3 separate regions of the Sus scrofa genome follow, and all the other regions are linked to region 1. Evidence: chromatin contacts called from public HiChIP or PLAC-seq data. All regions are on one chromosome and are shown on one strand. Each heading gives the region's core, a stretch centred on a gene start, on an enhancer-like site or on the middle of the called end of the contact. The rest is flanking DNA. Distances are from core to core; before and after follow the strand shown.

The links. HiChIP or PLAC-seq counts read pairs in DNA pulled down with a chosen protein or histone mark.
Region 2: an H3K27ac HiChIP or PLAC-seq map of alveolar macrophages shows a contact between it and region 1. The contact joins the promoter of ZNF8 here to the promoter of RPS5 in region 1. A contact is called at or near these places in 2 of 47 Hi-C or Micro-C datasets (embryonic fibroblasts and epiblast stem cells) and 1 of 2 datasets of contacts at active chromatin or transcription factors (alveolar macrophages).
Region 3: an H3K27ac HiChIP or PLAC-seq map of alveolar macrophages shows a contact between it and region 1. The contact joins the promoter of ZBTB45 here to the promoter of RPS5 in region 1. A contact is called at or near these places in 1 of 5 promoter capture datasets (fetal liver), 5 of 47 Hi-C or Micro-C datasets (blood, fetal skeletal muscle, heart right ventricle and 2 more) and 2 of 2 datasets of contacts at active chromatin or transcription factors (alveolar macrophages and skeletal muscle).

The regions. Positions count from the first base shown.
Region 1 is chr6:62,966,678-62,969,377 of Sscrofa11.1, forward strand. RPS5 (40S ribosomal protein S5) reads left to right here and starts at 1,278. Exons shown (of 6, transcript XM_003128133.4): 1 at 1,278-1,959; 2 at 2,673-2,700. The coding sequence starts at 2,674.
Region 2 is chr6:62,893,294-62,895,993 of Sscrofa11.1, forward strand. ZNF8 (zinc finger protein 8) reads left to right here and starts at 1,324. Exons shown (of 5, transcript XM_005664944.3): 1 at 1,324-1,561. The coding sequence starts at 1,496.
Region 3 is chr6:63,081,510-63,084,234 of Sscrofa11.1, forward strand. ZBTB45 (zinc finger and BTB domain-containing protein 45) reads right to left here and starts at 1,440. Exons shown (of 3, transcript XM_021097384.1): 1 at 1-1,440.

The DNA of each region.
Region 1 (2,700 bases), core at 28-2,527:
ATTTCAAGTGACCTCCGGTAGTCCAAGAACCACAGACAGCAAGCGGGCCTTATCTGACTTCATTCCCATTTCCACACTGATGGGAAGCTGAGGTTCAGACAGGTGGACCCCCTCAGCTTTTGAGGAGAAAGGGCCAGGGTTGGGGGACCCTTCTAGGCCCTCCTGTGAGGGTGTCTGGTGCCTATTCCCAGCCTCCCTGTTTTCCTCCAGCCAGCACCCCACCTGATGACTCCTCTAGGACCAGGGAGAGCCCCCAAGAATCAGAGAGTGACCTTCTAGGACCCGGAAGAGGCTGACTTAGACTCTCCCTGTCCCCACAGACCTAGTGAGAGCCCCAAGGCTGCTGCTCTGCACAGGCCATGGAGACCACAGGCCGCCGGGAATGGGGCCTTGGCTTCTCGGGGCTGAGGATCTAACCCCCTGCCCAGAACAGCTTCCTGCCCTGAGCAGTGGCATAAATGGTGACTGATGACAGTCCAAGAGGGCCCAGAGTTTCTGGTCTGAAACCTGGAATTGGGTTAGGGGTAGGGGCAGGCCTTAATATGCCGTGAGTACCTTTACAATCAGTCAACAAACCTGGAAGCATCTGAGCACCTGCAATTTGGCAAGCCCCGAGGGTGAGCATGTGGGGTTGCTGGGGACAAATGAAGGACCACCAGGCTCAGGTGGCTGGGGCTCTTCAGTCTGAGAGGAGAATCCCCCACCCTTGTAGGCTAAGGTGGGTACGGGAAGGTGAGGAGCCTCATGGAAACTGCTCTGCCAGATGCAGCTCCCTGCTATCAGCCCAGTAGTGGTGAGCAGCTACAATGGTGGCTGCCTCTGCCAGGCCAGCCAGGAAGGCACTCACATCCCAGCACAGCTTCACGTCTGGGCCTAACATATGCTCCATGCTGACCACTGTGGTCATGGGCTGCAGAGCAGGCAGTGTACCCACCACTGTGCTCAACCTGCACTATGCCAGTGACCTCACCAGCGCAGGCCCCAGCTGGATCAAAAAGGGCAGAGGAGAGTTCCCAGGTGGGCTGGTGGAAAGGACTCTGACTACTATCCATGAGGATGTGGGTTTGATCCCTGGCCTTGCTTGTTGGGTCGGGGATCCGGCGTTGCCTGGGAGCTGTGGTGCAGGTCGCAGATGCAGCTAAGATCCCCTGTTGCTGTGGCTGTGGTTCAGGCCAGCAGCTGTAGCTCGGATTAGACCCCTAGAGTGGGAACTTCCATATGCCTTGGGTGTGGCCCTAAAAAGAAAAAAAAAAAAAAAAAAAAAAAGGCAGAGGCTGTTCTCCAGTCTCCTCCTCCAGGGCTCCTCCCGGAGGCTCATCCGCGTGCAGTGACCGGGCGGGAGACAGGGAGAATGGTGGAGGACCCTGGCATGGGGTGAAGCAAGGGGTCCCCTCTTGGAAGCTCAGGCCCCAAGCCGACCGACCGCGCGAGTATAGCAGAGGAGAACCGTAAGTGATGCCTGCTCATCCGCCTCGGGTAGGGACTACAGCAGAGAGCTGTCTTAATGCCCTAACACCACTAAGCCGCCGGAGCCCACAACTTGTGGTGCTGGTATAGCGGCGAGCGCTGGCCAGACTTCTGCCCACATTAGACATGGCGGCGCTGACCTCATAGAGACCTCTGCGCCTGTGCAGCGTCCCCCTCCACCCTAGCCTCGCCGCGAACAGGCAAGAGCTGGAAGTCGGACATCCGCCAAGAGCACCTTTGGGCTCGCTTCTGCAAGTACGCATGCGCCGAGCGTTTACGTGTTCTGTCAGCCCCAAAGGGCGCCTTTGCATCCCTGCTCCGGATTGGTCTATGGATATGCCGTGTTGTTCTGCGCACGCGCTACTTTTGCTGACCCGGAAGTTATCGCCTCACTTAAAATCGTTGGACCGCTGCGCACGGCCTCTTCCTGTCTGTGCCAGGGCGGCGCGTGGTCCACGCCAAGCGGTAGAGACGCCTCAGCCGCGGTCTTAGGTAAGGGTCTCGGGGATTTGTGGGTCCGAGGACCAAACCAGAGTTTTCCGGAAGTCGTGTGTGAGCCCCGACCTCTTGAGCTTCCCCTGGAAGGACACAAATAGTGGCGCGGGGGAAGTTACTTTTGCCCCGTTGTTGGCTCCCGGTAGCCCCGCCGCCGCCGTAGCCTTGCCCCACGGCGGACCGGAGAATGTTGGCTTTGCCTCTACAATTGTACTACATGTAGGAAGTAGCTGTTGTTTTTAGGTGCAGTATGCAGGGTTTTTCCTAGATAGGAGCCTTTAGTCCCTATTTGGGGTCAGAAACCAACTTCAGCCCTTGCGTTGATAAAGCGCAGAATTACTACTATTGAATCTTTTCCGTGTTACTTTGTAAGCTGAGCCTAAAGCGGTTTATAGACTTTTCTAAGGTCCCAGAGCTCTTGAAGATGGTTGGGATTTTAACGCCAAGTCAGTGCATTTGGTCTCGTCTGCCCATTCTGGGCTTCACTGCAACTGTTGAAAGCGTGCCTGCCAACTCTTGGCCTCGGAATTCCTGGGTGAGAGACGGATGTTTCTTGCTGAGAAATGAGTGGTTTTTCTAAGGCTCAACAAAGTGGACCCAGATGTTTGCAGCTTTCCTTGGTTCTTGGTGACTTCTTATTTTTCAGGATGTGGGCTAGCTTCAGACTCAGTGGTGGGTATGCTTTGGGTTTTGACACTTTGTGTTCCTAGGATGACGGAGTGGGAGACAGCTGCACCC
Region 2 (2,700 bases), core at 74-2,573, 73 kb before region 1:
TTTTTTTGGTCTTTTTAGGGCCGCACCTGTGGCACATGCAAGTTCCTAGGCCAAGGGTCGAGTGGGAGCTGGAATTGCCCTATTACACCAGGGCCACAACCACAACACAGGGAGATTCAAGTGGCATATGAGACCTAGTTGGGGCAACCCAGGGTCTTTAACCCACTGAGGGAGGCCAGAGGTGGAAACTGCAACCTCGTGGTTCCTAGTAGGATTCATTTCTGCTGCAGCATGAAGGGGAACTCCCAAATAACTTTTTTTTTTTGCTTTTTAGGGCTGCACCTGCAGCATATAGAGGTTCCCAGGCTAGGGGTCCAATCGAAGCTGACAGCCTACACCACAGCAACTGCAACACAGGATCGGAGCCACGTCTGTGTGACCTACACCACAGCTCACGGCAATTCCGGATCCTCAACCCACTGAGCGACTCCAGGGATAGAACCGGCAACCTCATGGTTCCTAGTCGGATTCCTTGCTGTTGCACCACTAAGGGGACTCCTCAAATCAACTTTTTAATAGACTCCAACAGACCCACAGAAATGACCCATTGCAAAGGGAACAGCCCAAATAGAGAAACAAGTTGATCAGCGCTCAGAAAATGTGTCCCTCCCAGTTGGTAGCCCTTTAAAACCGGTTTTATTAACAAAATGTTCTTATATTTTGAAACATAAAAATGTTTTAAGCATAATGGCAGTATACGAGCCAGAGAGAAACAAGAAAAGCCCCAGGAGTTCCCGTCGTGGCTCAGTGGCTAATGCAATCCGACTAGGAACCATGAGGTTGCGGGTTCTATCCCTGGCCTTGCTCAGTGGGTTAAGGATGCGGTATTACCGTGAGCTGTGGTGTAGGTCACAGACGCGGCTCGGATCCCACGTTGCTGTGGCTCTGGCGTAGGCCGGCGGCTATAGCTCCGATTCGACCCCTAGCCTGGGAATCTCCATTTGCCGCGGGAACGGCCCAAGAAATGGCAAAAAGACAAAAAAAAAAAAAAAAAAAAAAAAGCCCCAGGTCTCCTGTGCATTTCCAACTGGGAAAGGCAGGCCGGAATTTCAACCTGGGCGGTCGCATTCCAGGGTGCAATCCGGTGTTTGATAGATGGGCGCGGGGGCACCCGAGAGCAAGGCTGCCAGGAAGGGTGGGCTGGGAGATCTGAGACCTCAACACCGTAACGACTCCGGAGGACCTCCACCCACCAGTCCCGCTGCACGCCCGCCTGAGGCTCCCATTGGCGGGAAGCCGGCGAGCGGATGCTCCCATTGGCCCGCAGTCGGGACAGCCCCCTTGGCCGAAGGGCATGCGCCAGGAAGCTCCCATTGGTCAAGGCTCCAGGAACGAAGGTTTCCATTGGCGCCGCTCGGCCTTCTGGGAGCTGTATTTGCAGCGTCGCCCGCGCAGCCGCCATTGTCCCCGGGCAGCGATTCCCCAAATCCTTGTTGGGGGGTGGCTCTTGGGTTCGGAGTCGCCAAGGGTTCCTGTCCTCACCTGTCTGCCCAGGATGGACCCCGAGGAGGAAGCAGCGGCGTTGGCGATGGCTACGGGTCCCCCGGAGGAACGGCTTCAGGTAGGCCGTAACAATAATAGTAACAATAACAACGACGGCAGCGGGCCCGGGCAGGGCGTCTACCACAGATAATGACCCTTTAGCCCTCGCAGCGCACGGAGCGGGGTCGGGCGTTAGAGCCCCAACCCCTGGATATACTGGGAGACGGAAGCCCCGGTTGGGGCGCTCGGACCAACCTAGCTGGTTAAGAAGGGCGTCGGGCTTCGAACCCGGGCCTTCCAGTCCTCGAGTGCGCATGCTTCCCGGGCCTCTGGCCTTCCGGTTCCAGGATGCGACTTTGGGTGGTTCCTGAGGACCAGGCTCGCCCCCTCGACACCCTTCCCCCGGTCCCGAAGGCCGACCGCTCTGCGGAAGGGTAATAGAAACTGGCGTAGAGATGCTCCCGCGGGCGGAGTCCACCGACCCCCAAACAGAGCCCCGCTGCCCGAAGCCCCCAGCCTGTGGCCGGGACGCAGTCTCCGGGGGTGAGGACAGGGGATCACACACCGCGTTTGTGGGGCAGGAGCGATACAGGGCTCCTGCAGGGCTGGCGGGGACTGCAGTTCTCGGCAGCCTGTTCGGAAGGCCATCTGGGAAGGCGCCTGATTCGAAGCTCCAGCGTTTCTGGACAAAGTGTCCGCTGCCTGTGTTCTCCGCATAGTGCTTTCTCCACGTGGCAGGAGCCTAAAGAAAGTCGTAATTCCTGAAGCGCCTGGACTTTTTTTTTATTGTTGTCCATGGGGATTTGCATTTATTTCAGATTTGGTATGCGGATGTGCACGTGTTGAGAGATGTGTTGTTGCAGATTGATGAGACAGGCAACCGGGCCTTAGTTTACTTTGCTGTGGCTGGGAGTCGGGGGCAGGGAGTGAGCCATGTCACAGAACACCAGAGCTGGACAGCAGTTAAAGCAGTAAGAACAGAATGTGTTCGGGAACTGTCGCAATAGGGGAAAAGAGACTTCAGTATAGAACTGCGCTTAATTCCAAATACAAGAAAAAGTGGGGATTTACAGGAGGTTGGGGGGTAATTCTTGCTGAACTGAACTGAAACAGGATTCTTGCTTAAGCAGGCCAAGTGATGGGATGTTACCTGGAGTATTTTGAGGGATGAGGACTTTGAGAAGATGTCAAGAAGGGAGTTCCTGTCGTAGTGCAGTG
Region 3 (2,725 bases), core at 190-2,689, 110 kb after region 1:
CTCCGGCTCCTCCTCAGGCACCAGGCCGGGCGGTGGCCGCCTCAAGCTCAGCACCTCCAAGGCCGCACTTCCGGGCCGCAACGCCGGCGGAACCAAAGTCCGCAGCCGCTGCGGCGCGTGGAGACGCTAGGTCACAGCACGTTTCCGGCGTTTCCATGGAGATCAGCCGCCGCCGCCAGGACGCACTTCCGGCCCTCCTCCGAGTCGGAACCGACGTCGCGGGAGCTGGGGCAACCGGGCAACGTCGCCTCAGAAACGGGATGGGGGCGGAGCCATCAATCTGCGAGCCACGCCCCTGCACGTGTGCTGCGGGGTCGGAGCGAGGGTGGGTGAGTGGTCTGCCCCAAGTTTCGGGCAGGTCCAGGCAGGCTTGAAGCCCAGTGCACCCCGGCTCTGTACCCATGGCAGCAGCAGTAGGACTCGTCTCTGGTGTCAATCTCCAGCCTCTCGTGGGCCGTGGAGGCTGCGAGTGGGATTTGGGCGCTGACGCCACGCCCATTTGGCCCAGAGCCTGGGTCCCGGGTAGAAGGTGAAGGTGCCCTGCACACCAGGTCCACTTGCCCCTGGGCGAGTAGGGAACAAGTCAATGTTCACCGGATGCTTTCTGCATGCCACACTCTGGGCCGCGACTCAGAAAAGAAAGGGAGTGCGGGGATGAGATGAGTGGTACCTCTGCCAGGAGCGTGTGGAGCAGCCAGACTCCCCAAACCGTAAGGGAACAAAACTTTAGGGAACAAAATCTGGGAAGAGCTCCCTGGGCAGAGGAACGGCCTGGGTGCCAGGGCCTTGAGATGGGGTGGCTGTCCAAGACAACCAAGAACCAGCCCCGTTAGACGGTGAGGTTGCACGGGTGGGTTGACTGGGTCTTATGCCCTGCTCATGGGGACTAAAGCGGGGGCAGCACGGAACCTCAGCGGACCCTATTTTTTGTGCAGCAGGGGCGGAATCCAGCGTCGAGCCAGTATAGGGACAAGGTCACAGTGCCTGTGTCTCGCGTCAGGCAGCTGCTGAACAGCTGTATTGTAGATGTGCTGAAGGGAGGGGACATGCCAGGAGGGAAAACACTGTCCCCAGCAGCACCCTTGCCCTGAGGTACCTCATTAAAATCTGGGTCTCATGGCCTCGTTGTCCTTGTACAGAAAGCAACTCCCTCGGGATGGCCTACCCAGGTCATTGTTTCTCCTCCATCCACCTCTCCTGCTCATTCCTCTCTGGCTTCACAGACTCCTTGCTGTGCCCACCTCCGCTGTGAGGCCAGAGGTTCATCTGTGTCCTTCACCTTAACAGACAGCTGCTGCCAGTATAACCCACACAGGTGTATAGGTTCCAAAGCTGCTTTACTCTGCCCTGGGCCCAATTCTCTATGATTGTGGGCATTAAGTGACAGTCCTAAAAATGGCCCAAGATTCCGTGTCCAGCTCCCCAGAACCTGAATAGTATATATATACATATGCGTGTGTGTGTGTGTGTGTGTGTGTGTGTATTTTAAGGCCCGCAGGTGCAGCATTCGGAAGTTCCCAGGCTAGGGGTCGAATCGAATCAAATCGGCGCTACGGCTGCCGGCCTGCACCACAGCCACAGTAACACCGGATCCAAACCGTGCCTGTGACCTACACCACAGTTTACGGAAACACTGGATCCTTAACCCACTGAGAGAGGCCAGGGATCGAACCTACCTCCTCATGGATGCGGGTTGGGTTCCTTACCACTGAGCCACAATGGGAACTCCCATAGTAGACATAATTAAGGTTATTACTAATCAACTGAGTTTAAATAAGGAGAAGGCCCTGGATTGTGTGGATGGGCCCAAGGGAATCACTAGGGTCCTTAAAGGCAGAAGCAGAAAAGGACTTGAAGTAGGAGAAGGGACTCCAGGGCTTGGAAGGTGGGGGGGCCACGTGACAAGGAATATGGGGCTGGTGGTGGGGTCTAGGGTCTGAGAAGAGCCGTGGAGCTAGCCAGCAAGAAAATAAGGACCTCAGTCCTACAAGTGCATGGCACTGGGTTCTGCTAACAGACTAACTGAGCTGGGAGGAGACACTTCCCCAGAGCTCCCAGATAGGAGCCCAGCCCTGCCCACGGCTTGATGGTGGCCTTTGTGAGACCCAAGCAGAGGATGCTACCTGGGCTTCTAATCTACAGAACAGTGAGCTAATGAATGATGTTTTAAGCCACTGGGTTTGTAGTAATATGTTAAGCAACAGCAACGCAAATACAACTGCCAGAGACTCAGGGCCTCCACACGGGGAGTGTCTGATAAACACCACTGTCTTTCCATCTAATGAAGACTTTCCCATTGCCTGTCTCTTGCTAAATATTTTATTTCTGCCTTACCAGCGTTTATTAGGTAGGTCTCATCCACCCATCCCACCAGCAGAGGGACTTGGTGGGCAGGGAGGGGTGAGAGGGGGAACCAACCACCCAGACACATGACGGGAACAACACTAGGGCAGGTGGAAGGGCATGTGTGAGGTCTCTGAGGAGGGAGGGTGGCCCTCCCTTGGGTGAGGTGGGTGAGACCCACTGTCGGGGGTGGGGGTAGGGGAGAGGGAGGACCACACTCCCATCTGCCTGTCTAAAGGACCCTGGGGAGGACAGTGGACTAGAGGGGCAGCAGACACTGCCAGGAGGAGACAGATTTAGAAAGGAGAGGACAAGGGTGGCTTCAGGAAAGCTCTTAGCAGATGAGGGTGAGATGACGACCTGGCCAGAAGGAACGCGGAAG